Linked DNA regions of Triticum aestivum: region 2 is linked to region 1. A link is a contact called in public Hi-C data. All regions are on one chromosome and are shown on one strand. Each heading gives the region's core, a stretch centred on a gene start, on an enhancer-like site or on the middle of the called end of the contact. The rest is flanking DNA. Distances are from core to core; before and after follow the strand shown.

What was found. A called contact is a pair of places that touch in the nucleus more often than the background predicts.
Region 2: a Hi-C map of leaf shows a contact between it and region 1, with 8 times the contacts expected there. The contact joins the enhancer-like site here to the promoter of LOC123133071 in region 1. A contact is called at or near these places in 2 of 5 Hi-C or Micro-C datasets (both in leaf).

The regions. Positions count from the first base shown.
Region 1 is chr6B:6,898,707-6,904,359 of IWGSC CS RefSeq v2.1, reverse strand. It overlaps LOC123133071, which reads right to left and starts at 2,401. Exons shown (of 2, transcript XM_044552609.1): 1 at 1,491-2,401; 2 at 1-1,364. The coding sequence starts at 1,304. The coding sequence ends at 111. It overlaps LOC123133070 (putative F-box/kelch-repeat protein At3g17280), which reads right to left. Exons shown (of 2, transcript XM_044552607.1): 2 at 5,020-5,653. The coding sequence ends at 5,365.
Region 2 is chr6B:7,162,729-7,168,381 of IWGSC CS RefSeq v2.1, reverse strand. No RefSeq gene overlaps it. Among protein-coding and RNA genes, the nearest start is that of LOC123133077, 45 kb to the right of the region's middle. Within about 2 kb of position 2,336, at least 1 of the 8 cell types and tissues checked has an H3K27ac peak or open chromatin away from gene starts, as enhancers often do. A contact at or near this core is called in leaf, where this site is marked.

The sequences.
Region 1 (5,653 bases), core at 1,152-3,651:
TATTACTTGCCGAACTGAAGACACACAAATCATCTCCAGCTTGGTTTCCCAACAAATGCTAGTAACTTCAACTGCTACGTTCCAAGTCCCTTCGTTTTCGACAAAAATAGCTAAGGAAAAGGCACGGATGCTGGAAGCTTCAAGTAGCATGCAATATAATAAAAGAACTTGCCATAGCTATGCTCATGATCTTGTTCAATGTCACCGAGCTCATGAAATTTCCCAGTGCTGATGGCGTATGAACGAAGCTTGTTTTCCCCGGCAAAGAGGAACATGACGTCACTCTCCAAGTCGAGGGCTCCAATCCTGTAAGCACAATTTCGACACTGTTGAGTGGAGTCATAGTGAGAAAGGTCGTCTCTTCCAAACGCATCTCTGATACTAAGACGATGCTTCATACTCCACTTATATGGCCCGGAAACATCGAGGCTCCAAATCCGGATCGCACGCCCATCCACATCTGGCAATGCAAAGTGCAAGGCCCCTAGAGAGTGTCCAAAGAAACCTTGAGTGTACGTACCAACGGAAAGGCCATTCGGAGACTCAACAGAAGGGTCATTTGGCAACTTGATAGTCCGACGATTAGGCGGTATGCAGGAACTCATCGCCTCAAAGCCGTTCAACACCAAGATCCTCCTTGAATTCCTCCGCAGACTAAACAGATAAAGTGAACCATCTATGAACAAGTGTCGGTATCCAATAACAGTGGGCATCCCAGAATTCCACCATGCATCATGCACAAGCCATGTGGAAAGGTTGGATGAAAACACCTCGAGCCCGCTCAAGAACGAAGTTGAAGGATCCCGTTTAAAGTTGAGGACATAGAACTGTCGGGAACATGATGGGTTGAAAACCAACATAGCTTGGCAAATACCATGTTCTTGGTAAGGACGGGTATCAGGTAACTTCGTCCACTCTTGTGTTGCGGGGTTGCACACAATGAAGTGGTAGATAATTTTACGGTTGCTCCAATCCATGCTCCTACGCATGCAGAGGACTAGGCCATTGCAGCAATCCACAAGCTCCAGTTGTGGGTACTGTGGCAAGAAACTAAGTGCTCCATCAATTTGCTCCACCTTTCGGGGCTGGCCAATAAGCTTGGTAGCCTTCTTATTAAGGTCTTGGTATTGGCCGAAAAGGCCAGTGGGAATTTTCGGCAGGTTCTCATGGTAGTTTGGATTTGATGAGAAGGCAAGCCAGGACTTGCAGACACATTTGAAGCGGCAAAAAGACTTGAACGGCAGCCGAGAGAGGATTTCAACCACCAGATTATCAGGTAGTGTACCGACAACCATAGGTTCCATCCCCCTATTATGGTACTAGTAGTTCACTCGAAGTCCAAACTGATAATATCAGCAACAAACCTGCAGTGGAGTCCAATCAGTTGATCAAACAAATGGAATTTCAGGTGAGAAAAGGTAGACATACGGCGACGCCGCTGATAGAGCTTGACCAACCAAAATGGTGCAAGGATGAACAAAATTACCTACCTTAACTGCAGAACCAAATCGATGCAGCAGGAGCAGGTGGCCACTTATAGCCTGTTCGGAAGCTCTCCAGACTCCCAACTCCGCTCCACGCGAGGAGCTGGGTTCGAGCCGCTCCGCGCGATTGTGCTGGCGCTCCCTCCGCTCCGGGAGCTGCAGTTGGGGAGCGGAGGGGATCCGACCAAGGCCTTAGTCACTAGGGTAGTCAGAACAGAGGGTACTCAAGTGGAGGTAAAGAGGTAGGGTTGTGTAGAGTAGAACGAGAACCTTGGGGAGAGAGGAATGGTGGGTGTGCTCTGCAATAGAGGAGCAGCAGAAGCAAAATGTGAAAGGAGAGAGCCGCGGTTGCGCTGGTTGGTGAGGTAGGCGTAGTAGGAATAACATATTTAAGAACTTGGATGGTGGTGATACGCATAATAAGAACAGATTTAAGAACTTCTCGGAAGGTGGTGGTATGCGTAGTAGGAAGAATAAATTAAGAACTTCTTGGAAGGTGGTTGTGCACGTAGCGTGTAGTAGGAAGAACGGATTTAAAGACTTCTTGGAAGCTGGCTGGCTGGTAGGTTTAAGGCAAAGACAAAGGCAAATTGAAAGGGAAAGCAAGGCAAAGGGAAAGCAGAGCACAGACAATGGCAACCAGACTGCAGATAATGACGGCGAGGAACTTCACTTTCGTCAGTTATTATAATGCCAATCTTAAGTCAGTTGGTTCCCACTATATCCTGTTGTCAATGGCTTCTTCCCCTTAACAACGTTCATGCAGAACAATATGAGGGTCTGCAGCTTTTCACTACCATTTTACTTGCGGCGACATTTGGATTAACTTTTATATCTGAACCAAACCCCTCACCTGTTCGCTAGCTAAGGAGCCTACTTCTGGGACGAGACTTGCCTGCTCCCTGCTTGTGCGCCCATCCGTGCTCCCGCATACGTGGCTTGATTTGATTGAAATAAAATAAGGTCCGGCCCCACTCCTTAAAATCTGGGGGGGGGGGGGAGATGATTAGATAGAAAGAAAAAAAGAAAAAAGACAGCCGTAGGATGAGGTGGGAGCATGGATGGGAGCATGGAGCGGGAGCAGGCAAGCCGGATCCCTACTTCTGACCCTCTAGTGAAAATTAACTTGGCAAGAATTATTAAAGGCAGCAACAACAGAAGATTGTGTAGGGCCAGACAAGTTAATTAGTCTATGTTGGACTACTAGGAAAAGGCCTGCTAGTGGCGCACCTATTTTGCCTACTAATGGCGCACTACAGGTGCCCCACTAGCACCACGCCATTAGAATTTTTTTACTAATGGCGCATCACAGGTGCACCATTAGTATACCAGATACTAATGGCGCACCAGGCAGTGCGTCATTAGTATAGCCCATGGTGCGTCATTACTATCTGACTTAGTAATGACGCACCACATAGAAGTTCGCCATTACTAACAATTTTTTTTAAATATTTATTCAAAAAAAATTCAATTTTTTTTCTTCATCTCGGGTCACTATGGCTTAATCTCGGGTCAATATGCTTAATCTCAAGTCAAATCGAACTAAGTGGTCAAAATTTCCAGAAGGTCACCCATGCTCACACTACTTCAGCCCGAGCACGCTTAACTTCGCAGTTCTATCCAACCCCAGCACCACCTCACTTAACAGGCACTTGTTGATATATCTATCATATCAATCCTATTAAACCTTGTTGATGTCTAGGACTTTGTTCATGTTCATGAGTATGATGAAATTTTGAAAAATATTTCAAACTTCCCGGTCATTTTTTTTGAAAAAAAAAATTAGAAAGCAATTTTTTTCTCTTACTAGTGGCGCACCTAGCAAACGGTGCATCACTAGTAAGTTTGAATTTTTTTGCCTCTAGATCTTGAAAGCCCCGTAACTTTTCGAGTAGATGATTTTTCATATAAAAAACTTTTTAATCCGAGTTTGTATGCAAAAGTTATGCCCATTTTACAAATTCCAGAGAGATTTTGCAAATAAAGTCGAAATTCATATTTGTAAATTTTCCCAACAACCAGACCACATATTACATGGGAAACTTATTTTCTTTTATTTTTTTGACATTTCCATCATTTTCTTTTATTTTTTTAAAACTGAAAAGGCGGTCCAGGGGGGTGCATTCAGTGGAATTTTTGGGCCAAGTTAGTAACTAGTAATGGTACACCACACACACGGTGCGCCATTACTAGTTTTAAAAAAAATAAAAAAATTTATAAAAAAATGAAAAAAATTTACTAGCGGCGCACCGTGGATGTGGTGCGCCATTACTAGTTTTGAAAAAAATTTGAAAAAAATTTACTAGTGGCGCACCGTGGATGTGGTGCGCCATTACTAGTTTAACTAGTAATGGCGTACTATCCCTGGTGCACCATTACTAGTTTCGAAAAGAAATTGTTACTAGTGCCGCACCGTAAATGTGGTGCGCCATTAGTATTTGGACACTAATGTCGCACTAACACATGGTGCGCCATTAGTATATATAGTGGCGCACCACATGTCTGATGCGCCATTAGTGTCCATATCATCTATAGCCCTTTTCCTAGTAGTGGCACTACAGACTACGCTTCTTAACATGTCATATGTGCTAGTGTCATTAGTTGTACATCACTACAAACTATGGCTCTTAATATAAAATATGTAATGTTGGCCAACATCTGCAAGATGCACTTCTTTACGGACCAAGTGGGCATAAACCAAAGAGCAGATCGACCAAAAAAAAGATGATATTCCAGGACTTGAGACTCGGGATTTATGTTTTGACAACTCCAGGACTACAGGTGAATGTGGTCTGTTTGCACATAAACGGAGATTGTTACAGTGTTAGAAGGAGAGGAGATTAGCATGCCTTGCCTTCCCCGTCTCCTCCTCCGTCCTCACGTTGCAGCTAACCCGCCGCAGTCATCACGTCCGCTGTCGTCACCACCGACATTAAGAAACTGTTAGTAGAGATATAACTGAAAGGTGTGATACATAATTGACGCCGTTGGTATTCCATTCTTTTATCTTCTTTTCTAGACAGAACAAGATAAACAACAATTGTACTCCCTCTGTTCCTAAATATAAGTCTTTTTAGAGATTTTAATAAAGACTACATACGCGGATGTATATAGACATATTTTAGAATGTAGATTCACTCATTTTGCTTCGTATGTAGTCCGCATTGAAATCTTAAAAAAAATTTATATTTAGGAACGGAGGGAGTACATATATTACATGTCACTGACACAGTGTCCTACAAACTCATCATATGAAAAGGCTCGATGGGCTGCATATCCCAGCCTAGGACCAGCACCCATTCTCTGCGCGCATGCATGTTAAGATATGTGCGACAAGCCTGGAAAGCACAACTGGAGCATACCGCGCTGGATTAATGGTACGTCGATAAGTAAAACATGGATAGGAATTAGTCAGTACCTTGTCCACAACTATGAGACAAGTGAATAAAAAAGGGTCATGGGCTAGCATGATGGCAACGGACAGTCTGACAACATAAGACAAGTATTTTGCACTTGCAGAAACAACACTACAAGATAAAAGGTATCCATTCTTCCTTTGAACGAACATCCATAGCTTGGTGAACTAGAAACATGCATAACAAGCTTGTTCTATTTTTACAACGTTATCACGTGCGCCTTGAGAAACAGAGCACCAGGGAATTGGATGACACAATACACTGAAATCAGGGAGTTTTCAGCATTCAGACAGTGTTAGTTTAGACTTTAGACCCTTACAAAATAGCACAACGGGAACAAAAGAAAAATATAGAAGACCTTTGTAACATGCATCATTCCTAGACTAGGCCTGATTCCTTCCAGCACTATTACTCGCCAAAATGAAGGCATACGGCTTATCTCCAGCTTGGTTTTCCAACAATTGCTACCAATTTCGACCGCGGGTGTACATACCAACAGGAAGGCCATTCGGAGGCTCAACAGAATGGTCACGAGGCAACTTAATAGTTCTACGATTAGGCGGTATGCGAGAACTCATTGCCTCAAAGCCGTTCAGTACCAGGATCCTCTCCACTGAGTTCTGCCGCAGACTAAACAGATACAATGAACCATCTATGAACAAGTGTGGGTAGCCAATAATAGTGCGTATCCCGGAATTCCACCATGCATCATATACGAGCCATGTTGAAAGGTCAGACGAAAACACCTCAAGT
Region 2 (5,653 bases), core at 1,087-3,586, 260 kb before region 1:
TAGCAACCCCGGAGCGCCGACAGCTCGCCCCTCCCAAGCAGCAGGTCCTCATTGTTCTGGGTTGCCAGCGTGCGGTAGCACAAAACGGTGGTTGGCTACAACAGCAACGTCATTCCTGCGTGGCACCGGAGATGGTGAAATAAAGGACAAGGCGAGTCCATCGAGGAGAGCACCAGGTGCTGCAAGGTACGAGCAGTGTCCTGTTGTGGCTAGAAGAATGCAGCAGTAGTTTGGAGGAAGAAAGAATGTGAGGCGGAGAACGTTTTGCAGGAGGATATAAGGTAAAACAACAAGAAATAAGCTGAAGTTTCAGCCGGCGAGCCTCGCCGGCAGGAAACTATCCCCCTTAAAAAAACCTAACCACCCAATTGTGACAGTTTTTCGCTATGTACTCCTCCATCTTCATCAGTGAAATCCAGCAACGTACCGATGCTTTTTCGTCAAGAAAAAGACGGGATGGGTCCAGATGACATATCTACATTGAATAGTCAGTTGTGGCGGCACATGATTAACCGTCTTACATTCAAAATATTTGACGACATTGTGTGATCAAAAGCTCTGGACAACATAAAACAAGAGGGTCCTGACCGGAATGACAAAGCATAAGTTAGAAGCTTATATATGACTGCACCAACTTTATTCTTAAATCAAAGCAGCATGCTGCTTTAACTTTTGGCTGGCCTTTGCCTTTGCAGTGAATGTAAGAGCGCATCAATCTAATCTTTGTCCAGGAGATGTACAAGTTTGGATGGCCGTATGCATCGTTTTGATGCAGAGACCGAGGATAACCTCCTTTTTGAAAAAAAGGAGACGTACAAGTTTGGAGGAATATTTAAAGACCCCGAGAGATGCTGCGGAAAGAAGAGAAGCCATGGTCAATCTGTTTGTCCAAAAGGATGACGCTTCTTCTTTGGAAGAGAGCATCGATCCTTGTCGTGCCAAGGTGTCATCTGGTGTCCACAACCATGTTTTGTGTCGGTCATGTGTGTAGTATTATATATATATAGATAGCGGCGGCACACACACACACACACTCACACACACACACACGCACACACACACACACACTACTACGCCTGCCTGCACCCACATAGGGGAGGCCAAGGGGAGAGGGCCGGGCAGAGGAGGTAGCCATGTACAACTCCGGCGGCGCCTCGACCGCGCAGGGCGGCAGCAGCAGCGGGGTGTGCACCAGCCCAGAGTACAAAGACGTCATGCACGCCAATGATTGGCTCATGGTCACCACCACGGTCGTCGTGACGGTCCTTGTCTTTGGGCTCGTCGTGCTCTGCATGCTTGGCCGCCGTACCAGGCGCCACAGCGGGTACTCCATCGCCATGCGCGTCATCTTCCAGGCATGCTTCACGCTCTTCCTCCCCTTCATGTCCTACATCTTTTCCCAGACCAAGAGCAAGCCCGACACCAGCAACCAGCGGCGCACGGAGATCGTCATCCTCTGGATGCTGCTCGTCGAGCTCCTCCGCAAGAAGGTCTCCGCGGGGATGGCGCCAGCCGCTGAAGCCTTCACCCGCGGCATCGGGTGCTATAGCCTGTTGTACCCCATGGAGGAGGTGGTGCGCATGGCGTGGATCGGCTACCTCATCTACGCCTACGTTCATGGCTTGGGCATCAAACCCTTCTTCATCATCCTCTGGATATTTGGCGTCGCAACGCTTTGCAAGCGGGCCGTCTGCATCCATGTCGCCAAAGACTCCTTCGACCTCGCCAAGAATACCGCCCTCGTCTCTGGCTACATGGCGCAGCTCGTCCACGCGGGCCGACAACTGTCCAACGAAGACGACACACACCCACCGGGCACCCACATCATGAGGACTTGCAACTATGTAGTCATGGGAGAGGGCCGGCTCAAGAGAAAGGTGACGCCCTATGGCTTCGAGATCCATGACCCAGAAGTGAAGAACGTTGGCCTTGAGATCTGCGGCGAAGAAAGGGAGAACATTGTCCCCGAAGGAGGCGGTCTAAATGGCGACCTAGTGACCAACAAGTCCGAGTTGGTCCGGGTATGTGACATATGGGGCTTCTCCGAGACAGAAGCCATCTTCAAGTACGACAAGAGTAGGAAATGGAAGTTGGAGAACATTTGCTTCGCCCTCGCACTCTTCAAGCTACTCCGACGAAAGATGGAGCACCTCCACATGGCAGAGGTCAAGACCACACAAGCGCGTGATCTCGTGCTCTGGGGCCTCCTCAGGCTCACGGGGGATGAAGTGTTCGACGCCCGTCGGGCGTTCCATGTGGTAGAGCTAGAGCTCAGGTTCATGGATGAGTACTACCAAGATATCATCCCGCTGGCGTTGCCTAGGCCAGAGCTCTTTCTGGCCAACTTCGCCTTGTCCATCGTCTTTGTCGTGTTCTATGGCGTCACTGTGTTGCTCGTCACGAGCAATGCCAACATCATCATCGTATTGGGCTCGCTGTTCAAGGGGCTCATCGGTCTATTCATCGCCATGCTGGTACACCACAAGTGCTTTCTGCACCAAGTGGCCTCCTTGGTTGTCACCGTGCGTACCACTTTTGACATCATCATCACCTACCTCCTCATGCTCGCCCTCCTCCTCGTCCAGACATATCAGTTGATCCATTACGTGATCTCTGACTGGTTTCTAGTGTCCTTGATCTGCAACTACGTCCGAAAAAAAAGCATGCAGAGATTGTTCCACCATAGGCAAATCATCAAGATCATCTTGTGGGCGAAGCACCGTTTGTTCCCCATCATCAAGGTCCACCAGCTCAACATTTTGAAGCTCAATCCGCTTCACCTGCATTCTCGGGTGTGGATGCTCATCTCTACCTTGCTCAACAGGCGTCTCGTCGGGTTCTCGGATGCCATCGTCACCATTGATGTCAATCTGGCCATTGTCAAGGTCTTGAAGAACATCCTCGACCCTAACTCCGACAAGGACTTCAGCAACGGCATAGGTGCATTGGAGCAGCATGAATTCACTCAACTCAAATGGGCGTGCAAGGACAATATGGATGTCGCCACAGTGATCGTGGTGTGGCACATCGCAACGGCCCTATTTGAGACGAGGAACCGACAGAAGCACCCATTGCAGCCAGAAGGCCGGGCTGCCCTGATGTTGTCAAGGTACTGCGCATACCTCGTGGTATACGAGCCATGCCTCCTCCCAGACGACAAGACATGGACGGAGAAAGTGTACAGGGACATCAAGGCGGAACTCAACAGCTTCTTCCAGAGCTATTGCACCACCATGCACCGTCGTAAGCACCTGATGAGGTTCTTCTCAACTAAAGAGAAGGAGATGTCAACCATGGAGACGGGCGTCAAGCTAGGGAAGCAACTAGAGGAAAGAGACACTAGTGCCGATGGTGATACATTGCACGAGGACGAGAGGGTTTGGAAGATGCTCCTTGACTTCTGGGCGGAGCTGCTCGTGTTCATGGCTCGCAGGCCATCGGGAGGACAAGATGCACATGCGTTGGCGTTGGGCAATAGCGGTGAGTTCATCACCCACATCTGGGCTATGCTCACCCACGCCGGCATCCGTCTCTCCAAGAATCACCAGGAGGACCATGTTCCGTGGTGCCATCCCGATCCTGTTTGATCAAAAGGATCAGTGCACATCAAAGCCGGTTTCAATGAAGTCGTTGCTTTTTTTTAAGAGTGGCATAATAAATTCTTTGTTGTTATTTCTTTTTAAACTTTTATCTGATTTGCACCACCAGTAGCTGGCTGGCATAATCATGCAATGAGCTAGTTGGCGTAGTCCTGCTATGTTCTAGTGCAAGATGCGTTCACATAATATATTAGACTCATGCAAGCTGTGCATGCAGCTGATTTCATCTTAAATTTTAAATGTTTTATCTCGATGTAGATCTGGTGATTTTTAATGAAATGAAAAAACAAAGCTAAAGTTCCATCACAAGATGTCGATGTGCATCACACAATGCACCTTGGAACATATCCTAACACAGAGATCTTTTTTTTTTTTGAGCTTTAACACAGAGATCTTGGCAAGGTATCGACTGTACAACACTAGGCGGGGCCAGGAGGTACTATCTATGGACTCGCATGCAAATATATTTTTGTTTAATTCCATAACATAGTTGGAGCAGCAAGATACTGGTCATACGGATAATGAACGATTTTCAAACCATGGTTTAGGTGCGAGAGGGGCCCTATGGAGATCACAACACACACGCATCGCTAACGTCCTGCCAGCCCAAGAAAGGCGAAACGGGTGGTGACGAAGACAGTCGGTGCATATATACAAGCCAAGCTTTAGGGCATGTTCGATGGTTGTCGGGATCGAGGAGTTGCCCTCAAGGGATATTCTTAGCGCCAGAGGAACAACAATGATAGACGGTGATGCGAGGAATTGCCCCATGCCCGATTGGAGTTGTGGTGGTGGATAAGGTCGGGCTAGCCCGCCTACCACCTGCACCACCAGCTCTGTGGCTTCCAACTGCCGTGGATGCCCGATTGTGAACAGTTTTTAACAGCGTGAACAATTTTTGGCTTATTTTTTGAAAGAACATGATTTTATTGCGCAAATATGAAGATTTTTAGAAACAGCGAACAATTTTTGAAATGACGAACATTTTTGGAATTCTCATATTTTTTCTATTCACGATCATTTTTGGAAACAAAACTTTGAACTATTTTTGGAAGGTCAAAGTTCATTTTATTTTTCATTTCGCAAACAATTTTATGAATTCACAATATTTTTGAATTCATGAATATTTTTCAAATTCGCTATTTTTTATGAAAGCATCTTTTGAATTCATGACACTTTTTAAATTGACCGACAAATTTTGTATTTGCAATTTTTTTATGAATTCTCGAATCATTTTTTGAATTGTGAACATTTTTTTGATTCACGATTTGTTTTGAAATCATGATCATTTTTTCAAATTGACAAAGATGTTTTTGAATTCTTGGACATTATGAAAATTTCTAAAATTTTCAAATTCACCAATAGTTTTGATTTCTTAGACATGTTTTGGATTCACACTCACTTTTTGAATTCACACTCATTTTTTCAATTTCATGAACACTTTTTAAATTATGAACATTTTTTTATTCAGAATCACAAACATTCTATGGATTCATTAATATATTTCAAATTTGCGAACCTTTGTTGTATTGTCGAACATTTTATTAATTCAATTTTTCCTTTGTAAATTATAAAACAATTAATTCATTAATAATTTTCAAATTCAGGAAAATATTTTGTATTCCAGTTTTTATAAATTTTTCGAGTATTCTTTAAATTATGTTAAAAATAACAAAGAGAAAGGGGGCAAAAAGGGATGGCCCACCCATTGAGTTGCTACACTTGGCCGACCCACACTTGTCAGAGAATAGGAGTTGCTGCGAGTTCACGTTCGGCGACTCGCTATTTGAGGGTGTCTGTCGGTGTCAAAACCGGCGGATCTCGGGTAGGGGGTCCCGAACTGTGCGTCTAGGCGGATGGTAACAGGAGACAAGGGACACAATGTTTTTACCCAGGTTCGGGCCCTCTCGATGGAGGTAAAACCCTACTCCTGCTTGATTAATATTGATAATATGGGTAGTACAAGAGTAGATCTACCACGAGATCAAGGAGGCTAAACCCTAGAAGCTAGCCTATGGTATGATTGTTGATGATGAAGTTGTTGTCCTACGGAC